Regions from separate parts of the Rattus norvegicus genome. Here region 2 is linked to region 1. A link is a contact called in public Hi-C data. All regions are on one chromosome and are shown on one strand. Each heading gives the region's core, a stretch centred on a gene start, on an enhancer-like site or on the middle of the called end of the contact. The rest is flanking DNA. Distances are from core to core; before and after follow the strand shown.

Region 1 (3,570 bases), core at 673-3,172:
TTTCTCTTTTCAAAATACTGTCTCAGTATGAAGAATGACTAGAACTGTCTATTGGCTTGAACTGTCCACTTGACTCAGCCCCAAGTGGCCTAAGAAAGGATCCTCAACTGAGGGGTTTCCCAGATCACAAAGCCTGTGGCCATATCTGCAGGCTGTACCTGGAAGGTGGTCTGGGATAAGGCTAGTTAGGCATACGCCCCTGAGCCTACCAGCAAGCAGTGTTCCTCTGTGGTCTCTGCTTCAAGCTCCCGACTCAAGTTTCTGCCCCGATTCCCCTCAGTGGTGAATCCTTCCCTCCTCTGAGTGCATATCTTAATTTTTCAGATTATTTTATGTAGCTGTTTTGCTTGCATGTATGTATGCATTTCATGCACGCTTTGTGCCCATTTGGTCCAATAGGGGGCGATAGATCTGATGAAACCGGAGTTAGGGACAGTTGTGAGCCACTCTGTGGGCTCTGGAAACCAAGCTCAGGTCCTTTGCAAAAGCAGCACACTCTTAGCCATGAACCACGTCTCTAGCCCCTGTTCATATAAGTACCATTCGGGAAGTTGGAAAGACGGATCACCCTTTAAGAGCATTAACTGTTTTCGCAAAAAGGACCAAGGTTTGGTTCCCAGCCTCTACGGGGAGATGCTGTAACAAAACCATCTGTAACTTCAATACCAGGGGATCCAACACTGCCTTTTGGCCTTCATGGGCACCTGCTCAAAGGTAGTGCACACACAGAGGCAGGTACAAACACAAAATAAAAATAATTTCCAAGTAGCGTTTTAAAGACAAAGTCCAGATCCATTGAAGTGCCTTCATATACTCCAGTAACTTGGTGAGAATAGAAGTGCCCAGCCCCTGTCCCAAGCTCCAGCCGTGTGTGTGTGTGTGTGTGTGTGTGTGTGTGTGTGTGTGTGTGTGTGTACTTACATTTTATAACAGCTGCCCTTCAAAATGTTTTGCACTGTGTTCCTTCTCGGCAAGCCATACGCCATGACAAATGATCACAATCGTTTCCTTACATAGAAGCCCGATGTAACATCTGCGCCGCTCTATTCACTATGCCTGAAAGAACAGCAACAGTCCTAATTAACAGCTCTCATTTGAATATTTTTATGGCCAAATTATCAAGGGCCAGGAGAAAACATTTGGGACTGTCAGGAAATGCATCCTAAACATTCACTGGACCTGAACCATGAACATAAAAGCTAGTTCTGTTCATTTCCAGGAAGTCGCTCAATCAGTTCAGCCACCTTCTGAGAGGGAAAGCCTGGTAGGCAGTCATTGAGTACGCCTGAGTCCCGCCCAGGTCTCATAGTTGCGCGCCCTTATGGCTGTGATGGGGTCAACAACTCGGCCGCACCGGCGTGGAACGCCAGGGGTGCCCTGGCCACGGTAGGGCACGGCCCTTTTCTGCTCGCAGTTCCAGACAGAACCCGCTGGGGCGCGGTAGCGAGTGCCACCCTCGCCCTCCCAGCCCGTGGCGCTCCCGGAGCCTCTGTACCCCGCAGGTCAGCCGCGCGCCGGCCGCGGCCCCGACCCAGGGCAGCGCGCCCTAGGTGCACATGGCCGCGCACTCGCAGCGGCCCCGCCGCGGAAACGCGCTTGCTTGCTTGCTCCTGCTCCTGCTTGCTCCCGCGCCCGATAGCTCAGGCGCCCAGTTCACGCGGCGCCTACCCTGCGTCACCTGTCGCCTCAATAAAGGGCTTTATGCACGCGCAGGGCGCAAACCCAGCCCGCTCCATGGGAGTCACTTTGCTCTAGTGGGTGACAGTCGCTGGCCCACGCCCACACTCGAGGCTCCGACGACAGCTCCGTGTTCCTGTGAAGAACAGATGGACTCCATCTCTTAGGGTCCCAAGCAAACGGTGGCACTGTGCTGTGCCGGAGGGTTTTGCTAGAGTTGCCCCTTGCTAACACCAGGACCTTCCCTATGTCCTTCCTCCGAGCCTAAATGACTTCATAAAGCAAAGAGGACATTGCATGTGTATGTTTCATGGGTTATGAGAACTGAAGACTAGGCCTGACAGCCTCTAGCCCACGGTAAGGGCCAGATTACATCATTGCGAGTTTAGGAACAACGCTATGGAAACAGGTAGAGGGTTCCGTTGAGAGGGGAGGAATGAAACTCAGTATATGTAGTGAGTTCAGGGCGAGCTTTTAAGGTTAAATACTCTAATCGCTCTACCTGTCGCTGTTCTTTTTTTAGTTCTGTTGAAATAGTCCAGACTGGCCTAGAATCAGCCCAGGCTTGCTTCCAACTTGCAGCAAGTCTATTTCAGCTTCCCAAGTGCCAGGCTGGAACTCGAGGAAAGGACCACCTGCTCTGCCTAGCAAATTCTCCTAGGGTGAAGAATGAACTCACACACACTCGCGCGTGCGCGCGCACGCACGCACGCACACACGCACACACGCACACACACACACACACACACACACACACACACACACACACACATCAGGGTGGTGATCTAAAATGTCCCAAAAAGCATGTCCAGGTTTCCTCCGTTATCCAAAAGAAAAATAATAATAATAAAAGTTTTGAGAAGTGGGGAGGGGGGTTGTAACGAGCTGCATGATGGGATATCCGCCAGTGACTGCCAAGCTGGCTTATCTGTAGAACATGCTTCTGTGCCTACAAGAAGGTACAGAGGCTTGACTCATCACATCTATAGTCCAAATGGGAAGTGTGTGTGCCATGGGGTGAAGCCCCCGATGGATTATGTGACCTGTGTAGTAGATTCAGCCTGATTTGATTTTAATTGGCATAAGACAGTTTTAGGATCTAATTCAGTTGTCTGGTGCTGGGGGTTGAACCCAGGGGCTCTGAGTTCAGTGCCCAGCACCAAAGTGACACTTGCGGTAGCATATGTCTGCGCTCCCAGCACTCGGGAGGTCGAGACAGGAGGATCAGAATCGTGAGGTAATTCTTAGCTACATAGCCAACACTAGACTAAACGATATGAGACCCTGTCTCAGCCACAAAGATAGCGTCCCTTGTTTTAATCCATTAACTGTTGGAGTGAAGGTTACCCAGCAGACACTGTTGCATATACCATGTCTTATTGTGAGAAGAGTATCATTTATAGAAAAAAAATACCTTTTTACATTTTTAAACTTGCATTTGTTCATCCGTGTGTGTGTGTGTGTGTGTGTGTGTGTGTGTGTGTGTGTGTGCCTGTGTTTGGGAATACATATGCTATGACATGAGTGTGAGAGAACATCACAAGGCAGCTTGTAAGAACCAGTTCTCTCCTTGCACACCACTTGGGTCCTGAGGACTGGAGTCATCTGGCTTGGCTGCAAGCCTTTAACCCCTGAGCCATCTCGTCAGCCTCACGTCATGTCATATTTAGGGTTAATATTGAGTGTTTACTCAGCAGAGGAGGTACCATGGTCTCAAGGGTGGTTTTCCCAGGGTGGGGCTTACCCATTGTCCTCTGGACGTGCTGACCCGGGTGAGTTCCCCACTGTGAGAAAGTAACTGCATTGTTTATGGAGTCTGTATTCATATTTTCACCTAAATTAGAAGAGGAGGAGAAAGTAAGATAAAAATGAACAGAAAACACTTTTACAGAC
Region 2 (3,627 bases), core at 670-3,169, 110 kb before region 1:
TTATTATAATGTCTTTATCATTCACTTTTATAGTTGCATTTTGTGAATGGGATTAGTATTGGTTTCTGATTAAAAGTATAAAGATCTTTAATGTAAATTTATATGAGTCTATTTAAAATTTTATACATCAGTAAAGCCATATTATATGAACATCAGTGTTTTAGGTAATATTCTCGTATTATAGTTTTGGGCTTTTATTAAATTTGACTTTTTTGTGCCTGTGTTTGAAATCAAGATAACAGACTGATTTGCAAGGTAGGTAATAGTTGGGATGGAATCTAATGGCATTGAAGTAAATAAATGCCCATTATTTGCTGCATCCCCGGCTTCTTAGATGCCATCATTTTTAAGGTGTAGGGGCTGCTTCTGCCTGCAAGCTTCAGTGCAGACCGCAGGTTCTAGGGGGCACAGACCATGGGTTCTAGGGGGCACAGACCATGGGTTCTAGGAGGCGCAGACCACAGGTTCTGGGGGGGGGGGTACAGATCACAGGTTCTAAGGGGTGCAGACCACAGGTTCTAGGAGACTCAGACCACAAGTTCTCCTCCTAAAACTTATTTTAATTTAGAAGGAACATTTTCAAAATATATAAATCCATGAATACTGCCTTATAGTAACCATGATACTCTTTTAAAGATTTGTTTTTATTTTATTTATGTCTATGGGTGTTATGCCTATGCATATGTCTGTGCTACTTGTGTGCAGTGCCTTTGGAGGCCAGAAGAGGCTGTTGGGTCCCCTAAGCTGGGATTATACGTAAGTACTAGGTGCTAACAGCCAGACCCTCTGTAAAAGCAACCATTGCTTTAACCATTGATCCATCTCTCCAGCGCCCCTGCCCCCAGTATTTTAAAATTTCCCTCGATGATGAATGGAGTTCAGGGTGATTGAAGCTACAATTGCTGAAAGTAGCAATTAATAATAATTTATGTGTCAACTTTGTTTAGTTACAGAATCACAGTTTTTATATATGGTATCAGTCGAAGGGTACTTATCCTAATTGGAAATATAAATATCTCTATGTATTAATTATAGGTTAAAATATTTGGTCATATAGAAAGTCATAGGAAAACTTCCACATCACAAATACTTCTGGTTACTCTTACAGAAAAAGAAAATCACGTTACAAAATACATCAGACGGAATCAAGCACGCATTCCAGACAGACAGCAGCAAGGCCTGCCAATACCTGCTGCAGCTGTGCTCCTCCCAGCATAAATTCCAGCTACAGATGAGGGCGAGACAGAGCAACCAGGATGCCCAAGACTTAGGTAAGGCGGTGTGGCCTCCTTCGTGTGGCTGGTGCCAGAACGTGTGAATGATTTCTACCACACATTTTTGAAAGAAACTGCTTATTGTTCAGGATGAAAGCTCGCAGGGTATCCCTTTGCCTAAATTAAGTCTATAAAGTTGTCAAGCCAGCATCCTGTTCACTTGGAAAACAGTTCTGCAGAGAAACATGGACTCTTTACAAGTGCTTAAGAGGTTTAACCATGCTGGAGGTTACAGCTATGAAATGCTAATATGCAGAGAGTTTTTAAATGGTCCTATTTTATACATGGGAATGTTTTGCCTGACTCTTATATCTGTATACCACATGTGTGCAGGGCCCACAGAGGCCAGAAGAGAGAATCGGGTCCCCTGGAACTGTAGTTACAAACGGTTGTGAACCATTTTGTGTGCTGTCCTACGGAAGGGCAGCTAGTGCTCTTAACTACAGAGCCATCTTAACGGGTGATACTGTGTGGGCTCTAGGATCCACAAAGTGGATCTAAGAGGAAGGTCTGAGCTCTGAGAGGTGACAGTTTACATGGGTAGGAAGGACACATGTTAAATAGTTTGGAGATCAGTGTGGGAAGGAACATGGTAGACAGGATACAGGCAGGGCAAGTGGCACCCCAGCAGTGAGTCATCCCTGTCTGGAGTCTATGATAAGTAACCATAGCAGCCATGGGAGGCTGTGATAAGTAACCATAGCAACCAGGACAGGGGGTTTTTCAGCTGCGAAAATAACCCAGCTCTAGGCAGGAATCTCTCAGACAGAGCTGAGATTTAAAACTGATTATGCACGACCACATGTTGAGATTAAAGTGATTTGAAATTGCTTCTTTCTGGTAAATCCTTACAGACTTAAGTGGATCACTCTGAAGTATGTGAGTTAAAGTGTAATAATATACACAGGTGACCTATGTTTCTAAATTCTTTTCTGGAACTTTCTCATTCTGAAGTCTTAGAGGAAAGGTTTTTCCTATTGCATAGCCTGGGGGAAGACAATTGTGAGTACATGTTTCTCACCTCTCAGGATCAAAGTGGAGGTCATGTGTTCCCCTAAGGGAAAGATTCTAGGGGTTTATGGAAACCTGCAAAATTACAGTCTTTGGAAGTTGGGTCCCCAGGATCTGCATTTTAACCTAATTGCCTAATATATAATTTTAAAAAATATAATAGCCATGACATTTAGCAAATTACCTTTTACTTTCTTACTTTGCTAAAAATTGTATGTGCTTTTATATATTTTTAAAGTACAACAGGATACCAAGCCTATTGAAGCTATCCACATTTGTACTTGGATCAGTGCTCAATACAAAGCAGATGTGAACAGTAGAGAACATACCTTTAACATGTGATAGAGCAGGGAGGACAAAGGAAAAAAGTCTGAAGCAGAATCTTGTTTAGCATTTCGCAGAAAGTACAGCTTCGGTGTCCCTGATAAAAATTTTTGGAGAGACCAAAAATGTTTCAGATTTTTAAGTTTTTAAGAATGTAGAATATCTGCAGACACATGAGGAGGTGTATGTGAAAGATGAGACCTAACACTAAAGAGAATCTGTCTCTGTCGTCTTCACATTATATACGTGAGCCTACAGGTCATTTTATGGGCTCCTTTTTGTGCTCTTACTAAGAGAATATCAAAGGAAGTCAAGCACTGAGCTTCCATTTGAAAAGTCTCTTCACTCAGGGTTTCAGCTCTTAGACAACTTTGGAGTTTAGATTTCACATTAGGGGAATGCTTCGCTAGAGTCAAGTATGATTATCATCTGAAGCAAAATTTGTGATGTTTAAACCAGACTGTTAGAGACTCAGAAGCCTCAGTCATACTACAAAAGTTCTGTGTCTTGGTTCTTCAGTCCGTGAAATTACTGTTACAGTGATGGTCACTGTATTAAAGGGTTGTTACAAAGTAACATGGACACCTATGGATGTTACAAAGTAACACTCACTCCTAGAGTTGTCACAAAGTAACACTCACTCCTAGAGTTGTTACAAAGTAACACTCACACCTAGGGTTGTTACAAAGTAACCCTCACCTATAGAGCACTTCAAGCATATTCAGCAGACCAGGCTTGGCCATACATTGAATGGCAATGTACTTGTCGCATATGTGAGGTCCCGGGTTCAATCCTCACCAATGTTTTATCAGTCCCTCTACTACTTTTTTTTTTTTTTTTTTCCGGAGCTGGGGACTGAACCCAGGGCCTTGCGCTTCCTAGGCAAGCGCTCTACCACTGAGCTAAATCCCCAACCCAGTCCCTCTACTACTAATTGGCAATATGGTGCCACAGGTTCCTGTAGTAATTGTGGCGGCAGCAGCAGCAGCGGCGGCGGCGGCAATAGACGCTACACTGG

Evidence for each region. A called contact is a pair of places that touch in the nucleus more often than the background predicts.
Region 2: a Hi-C map of frontal cortex shows a contact between it and region 1, with 2.8 times the contacts expected there. The contact joins the enhancer-like site here to the promoter of C14h4orf36 in region 1. A contact is called at or near these places in 3 of 12 Hi-C or Micro-C datasets (the Rat2 cell line, frontal cortex and liver).

Annotation. Positions count from the first base shown.
Region 1 is chr14:6,361,567-6,365,136 of GRCr8, reverse strand. It overlaps C14h4orf36 (similar to human chromosome 4 open reading frame 36), which reads right to left and starts at 1,922. Exons shown (of 4, transcript NM_001017495.1): 1 at 1,669-1,922; 2 at 922-1,056. The coding sequence starts at 986.
Region 2 is chr14:6,473,478-6,477,104 of GRCr8, reverse strand. Ptpn13 (protein tyrosine phosphatase, non-receptor type 13) reads left to right here. Exons shown (of 48, transcript NM_001100789.1): 17 at 1,109-1,271. Among named protein-coding and RNA genes, the nearest start is that of Slc10a6, 90 kb to the right of the region's middle. Within about 2 kb of position 1,919, at least 28 of the 93 cell types and tissues checked have an H3K27ac peak or open chromatin away from gene starts, as enhancers often do.